Regions from separate parts of the Mus musculus genome. Here region 1 is linked to region 2. A link is a contact called in public HiCAR-type data. All regions are on one chromosome and are shown on one strand. The core of a region is the stretch at or near the end of the contact, and the rest is flanking DNA. Distances in the headings are between cores, read along the strand shown.

Region 1 (3,704 bases), core at 947-3,446, 2.4 Mb after region 2:
TCCTGCACCTCAGGGTTACAAACTGAGGCCCCATGTTGGTTCTTTGGGACAGGGTTTCTCTGTGTAGCCCTGCCTGTCCAGGAACTCACTCTGTAGACCAGGCTGGCCTCAGAACAGCCAGTATTCTGGTCTCACACCAAACTGTCTCTTGCTTCCTGTCCTGTTAACATGCTTTTTGCACTGCCTGGGAAGTGAGAAGGGACACTTCCGGGGGTGGCAGGGTGTTCCTAGCCTTTAGGCTACACAGAACCAAATGGAACCAGGCCTGGCGGCAAATTGTTGGAGAGGCCTGAGGTTACACAGTTGAAACTGAGGATCCAGTTAGGCCTCCAGACACTCTTGGCTGACTTCTTAGATATCTCATCAGGGGCCACAGGCTCTTCCCTTAGGGAACAGGCCTTAAGGGGAAAGGTTGAGAGTCCAGCCAAAGAATTTAAACCCTTCAGGCCAAGCCTGGTGTGGAAGCCTAAGCCGTAATCCTAAGGTTTAGTAAAGGCAGAAGGACCATCCCCAGCCACACGCAGTTTGAGGCCAGCCTGGGCTAAAGACAAAAACTAAACACAGTCGGAGCTGGCAAGAAGACTCAGTAGGTAAAAATGCTTGCTGCCAAGTCAGATGACCTGAATTTAATCCCTAGGACCCACGTGGTAGAAGGGAAGAACTTAAGTTATTCTCTGCCCTTCACTGCACTGTGTGCCATGTGCCCAATCATATCAACAAACGTAATTTATTTTTTAAAAGACAAAGCCTTCAGGCCTCTACTTCCTCACCTTCAAAAGGAGATGCCTAGCTACATCAGGGAGGTCTGGATGGATTGGTTCGTTTCATCTCCAATCTGACTGCGTTTTCCACATTATGGGACAATTATGAGGAGCAGAGATTGCCACCCATGCTTCTGAAATGTAAGCTCAGGAAGTCTTCATGCACATGTCCAAACATGATATCATGCATGGTATCAAACATGATGTCCGGCAGAGAATTTACATCTCAAATGCCAATCAGCCCAACTCTCTTTAATTTTCCACAGGGAAGTCCAGCAGACCTTAACTTATCTCCTGCCCGGATCAAAAACGGCCTTTCACTCACCCATTTCCCCATTTTCTTTCCTCCAAGTTATCTGATGCCAGAACAATCAAGTCACTATCTAGCTCAAAAAACCAGGAGATGCCTCCTTCTTTGCTCTGGTCTACAAGACTGGGCCAGATTCTAGCCTGATCTGCTGTTCTCTCAAATTAGAATTCATCCAGGGATACTCCACAAACTTTTTGAGTACCATGCTGCCGGGCCAGCAGGCCTCTAGTGACTGCCACTGCCTGTACCCCGATGCTTGGCCGGCTTTGTGTCAGAATCCTTTGAACTTCCGTTCCAATCCGAAAGCACACGCCTCCTCTGACCTCCCTACTTGAGTTCTTCAGCAGACTCTCAGATCCAGTCTTTCCACTGGGTGCCTGCCTGACTCAGGACAGAGTTCCTAAACACTGGCGGCCTGGATAAAAAGAATCATAAAATGCCGATAGTTTGGAGAGTACGAGGTCCCCAAGGTGTCCTTTGCCATAACTATCGGGAAACTTTAAACAAAAGCCTTAGATAACAGCCTGGAACCAGGCAGGCCGAGTCACAAGGTTGCCGGGCTCCAATGGATCTTCAAGAGCGGCAAAGCCAGGACAGATGCTTGTCATTTTTAGAGGCGAGCAAGACCTGCATAGGTCTTGAGACACCTCTGCGATTGTTTTCCTGAGAACAGGGGTGCTACCTCCTCAGCCTGCTTCATTGCTCACTGAGCTCAGGTCTTGGCGGGATCCGGGCAGGCCGTTCTAGCCCTAGTTTCCAGATTGTTTCCCCTAGTCATTGTTTCTCCTTTTCTTGGGCTCGCGCTCTCCTCCCGTTCTTTCCAGTGCCGGCCCCCACACCCCGCGACCTCCCACCGCCTCTCCGCACCCCCCCCCACCGCGCTTCTCAAGGAGGCGGGTCCAGCCCCGCGAGCGCTCCAATCCGAGCGCCCTCAACTGGCCCTGCCTCCGCGAGCCCCGCCCCACGCCACCGCCAGCCAATAGAAATTCGTGTTCGTACAGTCGGCCTGTCCAATCGCAGGTTGGCTGTGAGCCTCGCGCGCCCCGCCCCTGCTGCTCTCGGCCGCGGCTCCGCGGGCGGTCGCGCCGGGGCTTCGGCATTCTCCGAGCAGCGCCGAGCTGCGTCGGGCTCAGCCGGCTGCGTCCGGAGGTGCGGGCGACGGCGCCGCTGTGCTCCAGCGGTGCTAACCGAGGCAGAAGCCATCCGGCCGGGTCGGAAGGCGCCTGAGACTCGGGCAGGGCAGGAGCGGCGTAGGTCCCAGGACTGAGCGGGAGGCGGACCGGCACACGTTCCCGGCCCGGCAGAGCCTCCCGAAGCGGTCCCTGCAGAGCCGGGTCGGTCGCCGAGGTGGCTTCCGCTTCCCGGGGCCTCACCTGCGCAGGCCGCGGTGCGCCAGGTGCGGAGGCGTGTGCGTCGCCTGGGCACCTCCCACGGCAGCCAGCGGGGCGGAGGCGGGGCCGCCGCCCGGGTCTCCAGCGGTTCGCCCGGCCGTCTCCGTCAGTCTCACCGGTCCGCCGGGCCCCGCGGATCGGGATGCTGCTGCTCGCTTGCGAGCCGCCCTCCACGCCAGCCCCCGCTGCCGGGGCCGCACCTCGCTGTTTACATGTCAGTGGAGCCCGGGTTCCCCGAGGGTGAGAGCAGCCGGCTCACTGGACCTGGGGCTCCGAACTCAGATCCTCTCCTGCCCGCAGCCTCCGCCGCCATCTGGACTGGATCCAGCTCTGGTGTTTTTGAGGAGGGGGGTGTGGTGTCGGGAAAGGAATCCTGGGGTTTTCTAGTATCCCCTTCTTTTTTTCTTTTTTCTTTTCTTTTTCTTTTTGGCCCTGCGGGCTTCAGACTCAGGGAACTTGCTCATGGCTTTTTTGATGAAGAAGAAGAAATTTAAATTTCAAACCACTTTCACCTTGGAGGAGCTGACTGCGGTCCCCTTCGTGAACGGGGTCCTCTTTTGCAAGGTCCGGCTGCTGGATGGCGGGGATTTTGTCAGCTTGTCGTCCAGGTAGGCATTGAGGTTTTCGCGTTTGCAGGGGAGGGTGGGGAGTGCTGATGAGTGAGATCTAGCCACTTGGCAAATGTGGAAGACTCAGCTAGGGACGGATGGGCAAGGGGCCCGCCTGGGGAAAGATTTGCTCTAAGCAGGACTTAGGTCTGAGTGAGCTGGCAGAGCGCCTGGCATTTGTCTGCAGGTGACCAGCCAGAAACCTTTTAGGGCCCTGCGTGCACTCTTCAAGTCACCCGTTTTACAGATTTGTATGGAGAGAGCTGACTGAGATTTTCACTTTAAGGGATTAAGTAAGGGTGTCTCAGGCCACCTTGCCACCAAGCTGGCTCCTGTGGCTGTCATACGATTGAGAGATTGGGCCAGCCAGGGCTCTCTGGCTCTCTCCCCTTGGCTGGGAAAGCCCAGTTCCAGGCACTCCCTGGATTTGATTGCGGGAGGTGGCTGGATTTTGGGTTGCCCAGCCCCCTCTTGAGTGACTGCCCTCCACTGGCTAAAGCTGGACTGCTTTGCAATGCAAATGTCCTTGCCAGGAGACTGCCTTCCCCTGTGAAAAAAGCCATCGGGTTTGATTTTGTGTCCGTCATCGTCCTAGTAGGTCCAGCTTCCCAGTTTATTGCTGAATGAGGTCCCA
Region 2 (3,524 bases), core at 324-2,823:
TTTATTTTCTTTCTTTTTCATTTGTTTTTGGGGACAGGGTTTCTTGGCATAGCCCTGGCAGTCCCAGACCTTGCTCTGTAGACCAGACTGGCACTGAACTCTCAGAGATCCACCTGCCTCTGCCTCCTGAGTGCTGGGATGAAAGGCGTGTGCCACCACTGCTCAGCTCAAGTGGCCTTCTGGTCTCCAGAACCACACTGGTGTTTGTACACAAGCACCATAAAGAAATGCTAAACACAACCCAAACCATCCAAGTGCTGAGCCTCAGCACAGACCATGGGCAAAACCCTGAGTCCACTCTCTAGCACCAAGGGTGAGAAAAAGTGAGTCTGCAGCTGCCTTTGAGAGCTCCTTCCAGGCAGCCAGGCAGGTGACAAGGAGCAGGACAAAGCCATGGCCACCCCTGCTGGTCCTCCCCACTCCCCAGAGACTCTCACTTGGTATCTTGGCCCTCCTCATCGAACACCACAATCTCATCCACACAGAAGATGGTGCAGGCTCTGGCGATCTGGCCAGCCAGGTAGGTGCGGAGCTCAGGTGACTGGGCATTGTCCAGGATGGAGCCTGGCAGGGCCACACTCAGAGTGTAAGGCCGTCCTAGCAGGGACAGGGGATGTTCCTGTCAGCCTGACAGGCTGTGGACCTTCCCTCCCTTGCATGTCCCCATGGCTCAGAGATTCAACTTACCTCACGACCCAGCTGCTTACCTTGGTTGCTCCTCTGGGCCGCCGCCTCTTCCTCCTCTTCCTGGCGTTTAGCCTCTTCCTCTTGGGCACGCTGCCGCTCCAGTTTCTTCATTATCTTGAGGTCCTTCCACTTCTTTTTCTCCTCTTTTTCTGGAGAATTATTGGAGGGAAAGGACTTGACATGGGGAGGAGAGTTCCTTCTCGCTGGGCTAGCCTAGGCTCTGGAGAGGCTGCCACCACTCACTTGGATACACTGAGACCCAAAGAGGGCTCGTCGGGCCATTAGCTGGTTTGTGGAAAGGGAGGGCTCAGTGCGCTTGCCCAACCCGGCCTCAGCTTTTTACTTACTCTGCTGTTTCCATTTTCGCCATTCAACCCTTTGGCCATGTTCACCCTGCAAGTAAGGAGGAAGATTGAGAGGCTGACCGGTCACACATAGGAGGGGCGCATCCCATCGGGCCTCCCGCCATCTGACTCTCTCAAACCAGGGTAGAAGTACACAGGGACTCGCCGTGCACAAAGCCTGGGATCAGATCCGGGAAGCTGAGGAATGAATCCCCATTGGGCAAAAGAAGAAACCGAGACAAGGGGAAGACAGGTATGGCCATAAAGTCGCCCTAGGAATCAGAAAATAAGCCAGGAGAGGACTCAAGACACCGTCGCCCCGCGAATGAATGTAGATCGGACCAGCTAACTCTGCAAGCTCAGGCTACGGGAGAGGGGCGAGGGGAGAGGAGAGAGCAGAAGACCCGGGCCGACACCACTGTGACACGCTGCAGATTCCAGGCCTAGCCCGGAACCCATCGGTCCGCACATACCGGACCACACGGACGCTTCCTCGGGCGCTCCGCCATGTTTCCAGGCCCACCGCGCGCCTGCCAGTTAGCCTCGCCTCTTCCGGCCACACCTCCGCGGAGCTGCCCAATCAGAGGCCCAGCGGAGAGTGGGGCGTGTCCTGGGTGCCAGGCTGAGGCGGAGCTCAGAAACGCCACGTGCGAGTGCGGAGGCTGCTGCGTTGGTACCCTGTCTCCAGGGCAACGAGTTCGCAGCACTACGCTGTCCGAACCCAGTAAGGCTCATGTGCCGCCCTTTCCATTGTTAGGTACCCTGGTGATATTTAGCTTCCATGTTTTATGTAAGGGCACCCTATTGGAAATTACAAAAGACTACCTTTATCCAGTTCATTTGCACTTTCTTTTTATTTATCCATTCAGTTTCCTGGGACTCCAGCTAAGGCCCGACGCGTGCTAAATTTAGTGCTCCACCAGTGAGCTATATTCCCAGCCTCGTCCAGACTTTATTCTTTTGGTTTTTTAAAAAGATTTATTTATTATTATACATAAGTACACTGTAGCTGTCTTCAGACGTGCCAGAAGAGGGCATCAGATCTCATTACGGATGGTTGTGAGCCACCATGTGGTTGCTGGGATTTGAACTCAGGACCTTTGGAAGAGCAATTGGTGCTCTTACCCGCTGAGCCATCTTGCCAGCCCCAGACTTTATTCTTTATCAGTTTAATTCATTTGTTTGCATGTAGTACTTTAAATTTTTTAAAAAAGAAATTGATACAGGGTCTTACTATGTAGCTTGGACTGACCTCAAACTCAATCTTCCATCAACCACCTGAGTGCTGTGATTGATTGATTGATTGATTTTTGGCAGCCCTGGATCAAATCCAAGGTCTCCAGCATGCAAATCACTGATCAACATTCTGTGTCTACTTTAAAATCATTTTAAGTAAAGAATGAGAAGATAGGACTGAAAGAAGTCCCTGCAGAAGACTTTTAGCTGCTGCTATAATAGCAGCCATTGTATCTGGCATGAATTCCAGAGGGATTGTACCTAGGGTTTGAAGAAGCCTTTTGTAAAGTTATTGATTGTTGTCTGAGGTTTTATGGGGTTGCTCTTCCAAGGATTCTCAGAGCCTTTGCATAACTTAGTCCTGAGACATACCTGACAAACCAGGATGTCTCCTGGGACTTGCTTAGGTATGCCTGGGAATGTAGGTTATGCCTGAGTATTGCTTAGGTAGGGTTCCTTCAGAGAAGCCTAGATAAGGTAGCAGGTTTTGGTATACAGAAATTGACTTGCTACAAGTACCTTTTGTGTAACAGTAAGGAGGGTCTGCAAAATGGTAAATATGTGAAGTTCAATGCCTGAGAGGATGAGCCCCTGCTGCTGAGAAGCCTAACAGGTCCTGCAGTGTCTCCTTTTCTTTGCTCTCCTGTATAACCCAGAACACCAACAGGTTCCTCCCCAAAAAACTTTTCTGCCTGATAGTTTTATATTAACTTTTTGTTGTTGTTTTTGAAACAGGCCTTAATATATAGCCCTGGCTGTCCTGGAACTTACTATGTAAACCAGGATGCCCTCAAACTCAGAGATCCTCCTGCGTGTGCCGAGCAAGTGCTGGGATTAAAGACTTGTGCCACCACGCCCACCCGGCTTGTATTAACATTTTACAATGATCCGATACTTTGTTACAGTTGAGGAACAATCCTGACACATTATTACCGCCAACTACAGTTTACATCACTCTTTTAGTCATACTTTCTTTTTGTCTGTTTTGCTTGCTTTGGTTTGTTTTTTTGAGATAATGTCCATCCTCCTGCCTTATCCTCCCAGGAGCTGAAATTACAGGTGTGGGGCACCCTGCTGTGTGAATTTTGACTTTATTTATATGAGTGTTTTGTCTGTATGTATGTGTGTGCACCAGAGTCTTGCCTGGTGCCTGAGGAGGCAAATGGATCCCCTGGGACTGAAATTATAGTAGATTGTAAAACACCATGTATGTGCTGGGAACTGAACCCAGGTCTCTGGAAGAAAAACCAGTCATCT

The links. HiCAR-type assays count read pairs that join an accessible place to other places.
Region 1: a contact with region 2 is called in a HiCAR-type map of astrocytes, with 5 times the contacts expected there. The contact joins the promoter of Fam102a here to the promoter of Spout1 in region 2. A contact is called at or near these places in 1 of 39 promoter capture datasets (cranial neural crest) and 1 of 115 datasets of contacts at active chromatin or transcription factors (astrocytes).

The regions. Positions count from the first base shown.
Region 1 is chr2:32,533,163-32,536,866 of GRCm38.p6, forward strand. It overlaps Fam102a (family with sequence similarity 102, member A), which reads left to right and starts at 2,197. Exons shown (of 11, transcript NM_153560.4): 1 at 2,197-3,070. The coding sequence starts at 2,925.
Region 2 is chr2:30,176,886-30,180,409 of GRCm38.p6, forward strand. It overlaps Spout1 (SPOUT domain containing methyltransferase 1), which reads right to left and starts at 1,574. Exons shown (of 12, transcript NM_172660.4): 1 at 1,505-1,574; 2 at 1,035-1,080; 3 at 708-836; 4 at 438-597. The coding sequence starts at 1,540.